2 separate regions of the Anas platyrhynchos genome follow, and region 1 is linked to region 2. A link is a contact called in public Hi-C data. All regions are on one chromosome and are shown on one strand. Each heading gives the region's core, a stretch centred on a gene start, on an enhancer-like site or on the middle of the called end of the contact. The rest is flanking DNA. Distances are from core to core; before and after follow the strand shown. Region 1 holds the start of PAWR (pro-apoptotic WT1 regulator). Region 2 has its middle 89 kb from the start of PAWR.

Region 1 (2,978 bases), core at 441-2,940, 89 kb before region 2:
AACTCCTGTTAATATATAACAGACCATAGGGAACACAAAGCCATTTTTGGCACTGAAAAAAACAAAACAACAACAAAAAAAAAGCGCCAATGTTTTTTATAGAAGATAGAAGCAATAAATCTAACAGCAATGGCAGATGCAGCTAAAGCCCAGCTGCAGTGCTCAACCCACGGGATATGTGGGCAGGTAAGATGCTGCCCAAGCCTTGCAGGAAGACCTGGGTGACTGGGAGCAGAGGGAACCCTCAAACTGAAATACATCACAGTGTTTCTCCATATACATGAAGTATTACAAACAATTACTTTGTTACATGATTTTTACACATTTTTAGCCAGATGGGCTGCTCATGGGGGGCAATGTCAAGGAGCGAAACACTGGTGTTTGTCTCAAGGACAGCTCTCCTTCATGTAAGAGGAAGAGTCTGTAAGAGGAAGAGTCTGACAGAATGGGAAAAGTACTTTGCAGGCAAGAATTCACACTAAGGATCATTTTTCTAAATTGTGTTTTCTAAAACACAGCTCAATAGCTTTCTAACAAAACTCTTTAGATGAACGTGAAGGTAAGAATGTGTTTTTTGAGGCGAGAGCTAATTGAGTCAACATTAAGTCAACGCTTCATTAAATGCTTGATTGGCAAATAGAAATATAATCAACATCAATAATTTTTTAGCATTAAGTAGAGCTAGTATAGACCTGTATTTTCAACATCTACTCTTGTGCCTATTGACAGCTTTCCAGCATAACACGGAACCATTAACCTGTTTTGTTTCGGGCTTTACTGTTACCTGAAAGATGAGAGGTTTCATCTGCGCTGGGGATGCAGATGTCTGAACTTCTACCTACACAGACACATAAACTCCTTCAAAATCAACTGCCTCCCCACTAAAAGCCCTAAGCCCGAACCAGAGCAAAAATCTGATAGAGCTAAGTGAAATGTCTGAGTGGATGAATGATCACCAGCCAGGCACTGATGGCTGGAGGGGTGAGACACCGAGGTTCCCTCTGAACACCAGGCAGCACGTCTTTTCTGTGTGGTTGACGGAGCAGTGGCACAGGCTGCCCGGAGAGGCTGCGGAGTCTCCTCCTTGGAGATCTTCCAAAGCCACCTGGACGTGGCCCTGGGCAGCCTGCGCTGGGTGGCCCTGCTGGGACAGGGCTTGGGCTTGGTGGGCTCCAGAGGCCCTGCCAGCCTCAGCCACTGGGGGAGTGAGTGAGTGAGTGTCAGGGTGAGCGATTCCCCGAGGCAGTGCCCACCACCGCAGCGCTGCGAGGCTCAGGCAGGACGGAGCAGCCTGCTGTATGCGTGCTGTGGGGCACGGGCAGCCTCCCGCAGCCATCTGGAGCCCCGTTTCGCCAGGACTTTTTAACCGGCATTCACAGCATCCGTACCGTTGCTGCAAAAAAGAAACCAAAAGCGTTTCCAAAAGTTCACGCTCCAAACTCGTGAAGGACTTTTATTAACCGCACGGCCGGGCTCAGCATTACACATCAGCCACAAAAAAAGAAAAATAAAAGAGACGTGCTGCCGGCTCTGCACCTTGCCGCGGACCTGCCCGGTGCACGAGGCTGGGCGAAGCGCTCGCACGGCGGCAGCGGCGCCTCCCAGGCACAGCCCCGGCCCGACGGCCGCAGCCCCGGGGGAGCCCCGGGCAGGTGCCGGCGCCCCGCGGGTGCCGTAGCGGCAGCTCCCGGCCCGGCCCTGCCCTGCGCTGCCCGGGCTGTGGCCGAGGGGAGGGGAAGGGAAGGGGGAGCCGGGGCCGCCCCGGGGCCGCGCCTTCCGGGCCGGCGGGAGGCGGTGCCGCTCACCTGGGGCCGGCAGCGAGCGAGGCACCGAGCGAGGCACGGAGCCGCGGCCCCGCCGGGCGGCAGGGAGGGAGGGAGGGAGGTGAGCGCCGGGCGGCTCCGCTGCCGGCAGGGAGGGCGTCGGGGCCGGCGGAGGGCGAGGAGGGTCCGGGGGGGCGGGGGGCAGGGCGAGGACGGGCTGGGCTGGCAGCGGGACGCCTGACGGCCCCCCTTTTGTTCCCCGCAGGGTGTTCGCCGTCCGCCGAGCCTCCCTCCCCGCCCCCATCTCGCCCGCCCCGCCGGGCCCCTCTCGTCGGCGGGCGGCGGCGGAGGTGCTGCTGCCGGGGCGCTGCCGCCACCGCCACCACCGCTGAGCCGAGCCCAGCCGACCCCGCCGGGAACATGGCGACCGGCGGCTACCGGGGCGCCGGGGGCAGCACCACGGACTTTCTGGAGGAGTGGAAAGCCAAGCGCGAGAAGATGCGGGCCAAGCAGGCGCCGCCGCCACCGGGGGCGGCCGCCGTGAGCGAGCCCAGACCCACGGGGGTCGCCGCCGCCCCGGCAGAGCCCGGCGGAGGCGGCGGCAGCTGCCTGCCCCCCGCCGCCCCGCCGGACCGCCCGGCGCCCCCCGCCGGCGGGGCCCTCAACTGCCTGAGCCTCGGCCGGGCCCCCCCCGCCAAGGAGCCGCCGCCGCCGCCGCCGCCTCAGGGCCTCGCCGGGGGCCGGGGCGCTGAGCCCGCCGCCGCCTCCAGCCCCGTGCCGGGCTCCCCCGAGGGCGAGGAGAAGCCGGCGGGCAAGGGCAAGGGCTCGGGCTCGGGGCCCAGCGCCAGGAAGGGGAAGGGGCAGATCGAGAAGAGGAAGCTGCGGGAGAAGCGCAGGTCGACAGGTGTGGTGAACATCCCGGCCGCCGAGGTGAGCGCGGGGCCCGCCGAGCACACGCGGCCGGCCCCGGTCCCGGTCCCGCTCCCGGTCCCCTCCCCTCGTCCCTGCCCCGCGGCTCCTCCGTGAGCCGCTGCCGGGGCCGCTGCAGGTCCGGAGGGAGCCGGGTGCCTTCTGACAGCGCCGTCAGAGCGGGGGAAAGCGGGTTGGCGGGCGCTGAGTTAGATGTTCAGGTGTAAACAGCGCTCGGTTTGGAGCCCGAAAGAATTTCCTGCGCTGGAAAAAATGTGGTGGTTGAAAGAGCATTCTTTTTTTTTT
Region 2 (3,333 bases), core at 509-3,008:
AGCAGATTCTGAGCAACATCTGTGAATGTGGGTGCTCTTTGGTGTATATATATATATATATTTTTTTTTAAATTAATGTGTGGCTGAGTCTCTGATGCTTGCTGACAGCAAATTTAGTTTGGTGGAGATGCAGAGACATCTGGGAGTTTCCAATTCTGCAAGAACCAGCCCGAATATAAAAGACAGTTCATGAAGAAAGAATGGAGTGGCTGAGATATTGTTGTTTCTGCACTAAGTGAAGAGGGGAATTTGACAACAGGTAGCAGCAGTAAGGACAGAGCCCTGCAAACCGTATACACCAGCATTAACAATCTGCTCCTTTCAATCACAGCCAAAGGGAGAGTAGGGTTATCCAGTCTGTGAGGGAAACTAAAGAATAGCACAGGATGATATTAGCATGAAGTGTTTTCTACATGTTTAAAAACTGGGTGGTGTCTGGTCCTTTGAAGGGATCTTTTAAAAGGAAGGAGAAATTCCATGGTCTCATTCATAGGGCCAAGTACATCTGAAGGAAGCTGAGTTTACTGTTTGTATCTCTCTCCTCTGCTGAAGGAAGATTCAGATTTTAAAGACGGGTTTTTGTTTGATTGATTGATAAAGGGGAGAGATCTGCCTTAAGGTTTTCCACAAGATCTTCTCAGCTCTGGATTTTTCTTTATTTTGTAATTCATGTTTAGTATTCAAGAGAACAAATGTTTTAGCTATCTAGACACTGTAAACACTTCTTATTCCTTTCCCTTTCTTCCAATTAGGGTAAATGGTAGGAAAAACATTTGAAATTGTCATTTGTGAGAAGGAGAGAGGTGGATTTGTTGATCATTGCTAAGACTGTGATTTAATGGGTTTTAGTGTTATTGGAGAGTTGGGTATTTTGGAAAGCATGCCCAGAACTTAGGATAGCCATTCTGAAATCAGTTTTTAATACATTCCTAAATTAGGAATTAAAACCAAATGCAATACAAGATTAATTATTCTCCATGTACTTTCCCTTGTCACCACGGAGTCCCCTTGTGAGAGCTGTGTACCAGAGAGGCAGGACAAGGGTAGTCTTACCACAAGTAATTTCATTGTACAAGAACAAAAACTAATTCCCAAGTTTCCTCCCAAGTACACTCATGTTAAGGAGAGGATCTGTTCAGGGTTGTATTTCTAGTTCTGTAGCAATTACAAAAAATGCCTACATGGAAAAGCAGCAGTAGGAAAACATCTGTGTTTCTAGCTCATCTCTATAACGTTTTCTTTCCTTTTGTGTTAATATAATACAGATATAACTGTGCAATCCATTTTTTTCTTTAGTACATTTTTTTCTCATTTGTTTTTTCTCTTCCTAAGAGAAATGAGTAAAGTCAGCTTGACAGAACTAGCCAGCTTTCTGTAGATCAAGGACATGTGATTTGTGGCCCATAGTTGGGAAACCACTGGTATTAAGTTGTTTATGAAATCTACTTCTGCAGCATGATGACTGGAGAAGGACGCCAGCTCTCAGGAGGGATCAGGCTTGATGCAGTGCTAAGGAGTGGGGGAGAAAGAAACCCCATTGCTTGCTTGACCACAGGCTGTCTAAATCACTCAAACTCTGGTTGAAACACTGACCTCTTTGCACAATTAATAATAGTCCCTTTCTAATAACCCTCTCTCCCTTGCTCTTTGACTTGCTGCTAGGAAATCTCTGTCCAGTCTATTACTGGAATATATACACACTAGCTTATGTGCAACTGGTGATATGAATTCCATCCTCTATCAGCATTTTTGCTTTCATTAGCCTAGTTACTCTTTAGACAGAAATACTTAGATATCTCACTCAAGCCCTTTTGATTGGCCGTTTGCTGGAGTCAGCTGCTTCTTAGAGACCTTGCCTGCATGCTCTTCCAGACCAGCTTGGGTAGGGTTGCATGAGGGCTGAGGCTGCCAAGGTTCTTGGCACCTTACTCAAGGTAGAAGTACTGCTGGGTGACGTGCTGATAATTTTATGAAAAAGGCCTTCTGGAAAGGCTAGGATCAAAGAATTATAGTATGGGAAGCAGCCTGCTTGGGAATGAAATCACAAGCCATTTCAGCAATGCTCTTTTTCAGAAAGATGCAAACAAGCAGGCTGAGAACTTCCTGAATGAGTCAGAACAGAGGCCTGGACAAGGGGAAAGAAGAAAACTTGTGGCAAACTGCTGCCCACATTCAAGGTCCCACACTTCCAACTCCTCTGGGGCTGAAAGGGATGTATCTAAATGGGGTTGTGTATTAGAAGCCCTGTCCCTAAGCAAGGGAAAAGGGATTCAACAAAAAACTGACTGCCCTTGGTACAAGGTAAGATAAAAAGGGAGCTGTTTACTGAGTGTGAAGGACTTGTGAAGGACTTTACATGGTAAGAGACCAAAGCACTTGATGAGATCCAAATGCCCAGCTCTATTTGTATTGATGTTTCCCATTTGAGCCGTTGTTCTGAAATGGCAAAGAAAGACTTCTTTAGCTGGAGGCCAGATCATTTAACAAGGCCTGAAGAAACCAAAATATCCTGAAAGAAAACTTCTATGTGGTGTCCATAGGTCTAGGAAAGCTAAGTATTACTTCCTTTTGTATTGCATATATTGCAATGTCTGTTGGTATTGCTGTTTAGGAACATGTGTCCTGTATCTCATCTGTATTTTTTCAGGTGTAAGAGCTACTCTAATTTTAACATCAGACATACAGAACTACAAAGGCTATGTAAAAAGAGAGAATAGCAAAACAAAACAACAGAAGAAAACTCAAAGGAGCCTACTGCCTTCATGAAAAGGTAGAAGACTGCTTTTTAATTAAAGGACATTGGAAATTTTTCTCATAAGGAAGAGGTGGGGCTTACATTGTTTTGCCCAGATGATGAGTCACATGCCAATTTAATTCAAAGGGGAATAAAAATTCAGTCTGCCTTCCCTCTCATACAGAACGCTTTAATGTAATTCAGTTTTATGGAGTATATTCCATAAAATAAAGTTCAACGGTTTTACCTACTGCTTATAAGCAGAGCCCTGAAGGTGTACAATGACACAAAGTGCTGCTCTCTGAGCCTTTAAATTCCACAAGAGCCAGAGTTTTGATGAAGTCACGTCTCTTGGCCAGTCTGTTTACTGTCTCCCATTTTCAACATTCTTCTCTTGACCTGCAGTGTTAGTTTATTAGCTCCATTAAAAATTCCAGTACTCCAGGTCAGTAGACGAGTAGAGGTTTTAAGTAATTCAAGGCTGGTTTGGCATGGTGTAGATATGGGTGTGTGATTGTGTCAAACTCAAGTTATGTGTAGTTTATCCTCATTTTACTCAATTGAAACAAAATGACAAGGAAAAAAATTCCAATATAATG

Evidence for each region. A called contact is a pair of places that touch in the nucleus more often than the background predicts.
Region 1: a contact with region 2 is called in a Hi-C map of F1 follicle, with 2.2 times the contacts expected there. The contact joins the promoter of PAWR here to the enhancer-like site in region 2. A contact is called at or near these places in 4 of 8 Hi-C or Micro-C datasets (F1 follicle, F5 follicle, skeletal muscle and 1 more).

Annotation. Positions count from the first base shown.
Region 1 is chr1:41,794,912-41,797,889 of IASCAAS_PekinDuck_T2T, reverse strand. It overlaps PAWR (pro-apoptotic WT1 regulator), which reads left to right and starts at 1,690. Exons shown (of 7, transcript XM_038171677.2): 1 at 1,690-1,838; 2 at 2,029-2,693. The coding sequence starts at 2,184.
Region 2 is chr1:41,705,591-41,708,923 of IASCAAS_PekinDuck_T2T, reverse strand. No RefSeq gene overlaps it. Among named protein-coding and RNA genes, the nearest start is that of PAWR, 89 kb to the left of the region's middle. Within about 2 kb of position 1,758, at least 4 of the 8 cell types and tissues checked have an H3K27ac peak or open chromatin away from gene starts, as enhancers often do. A contact at or near this core is called in F1 follicle, where this site is marked.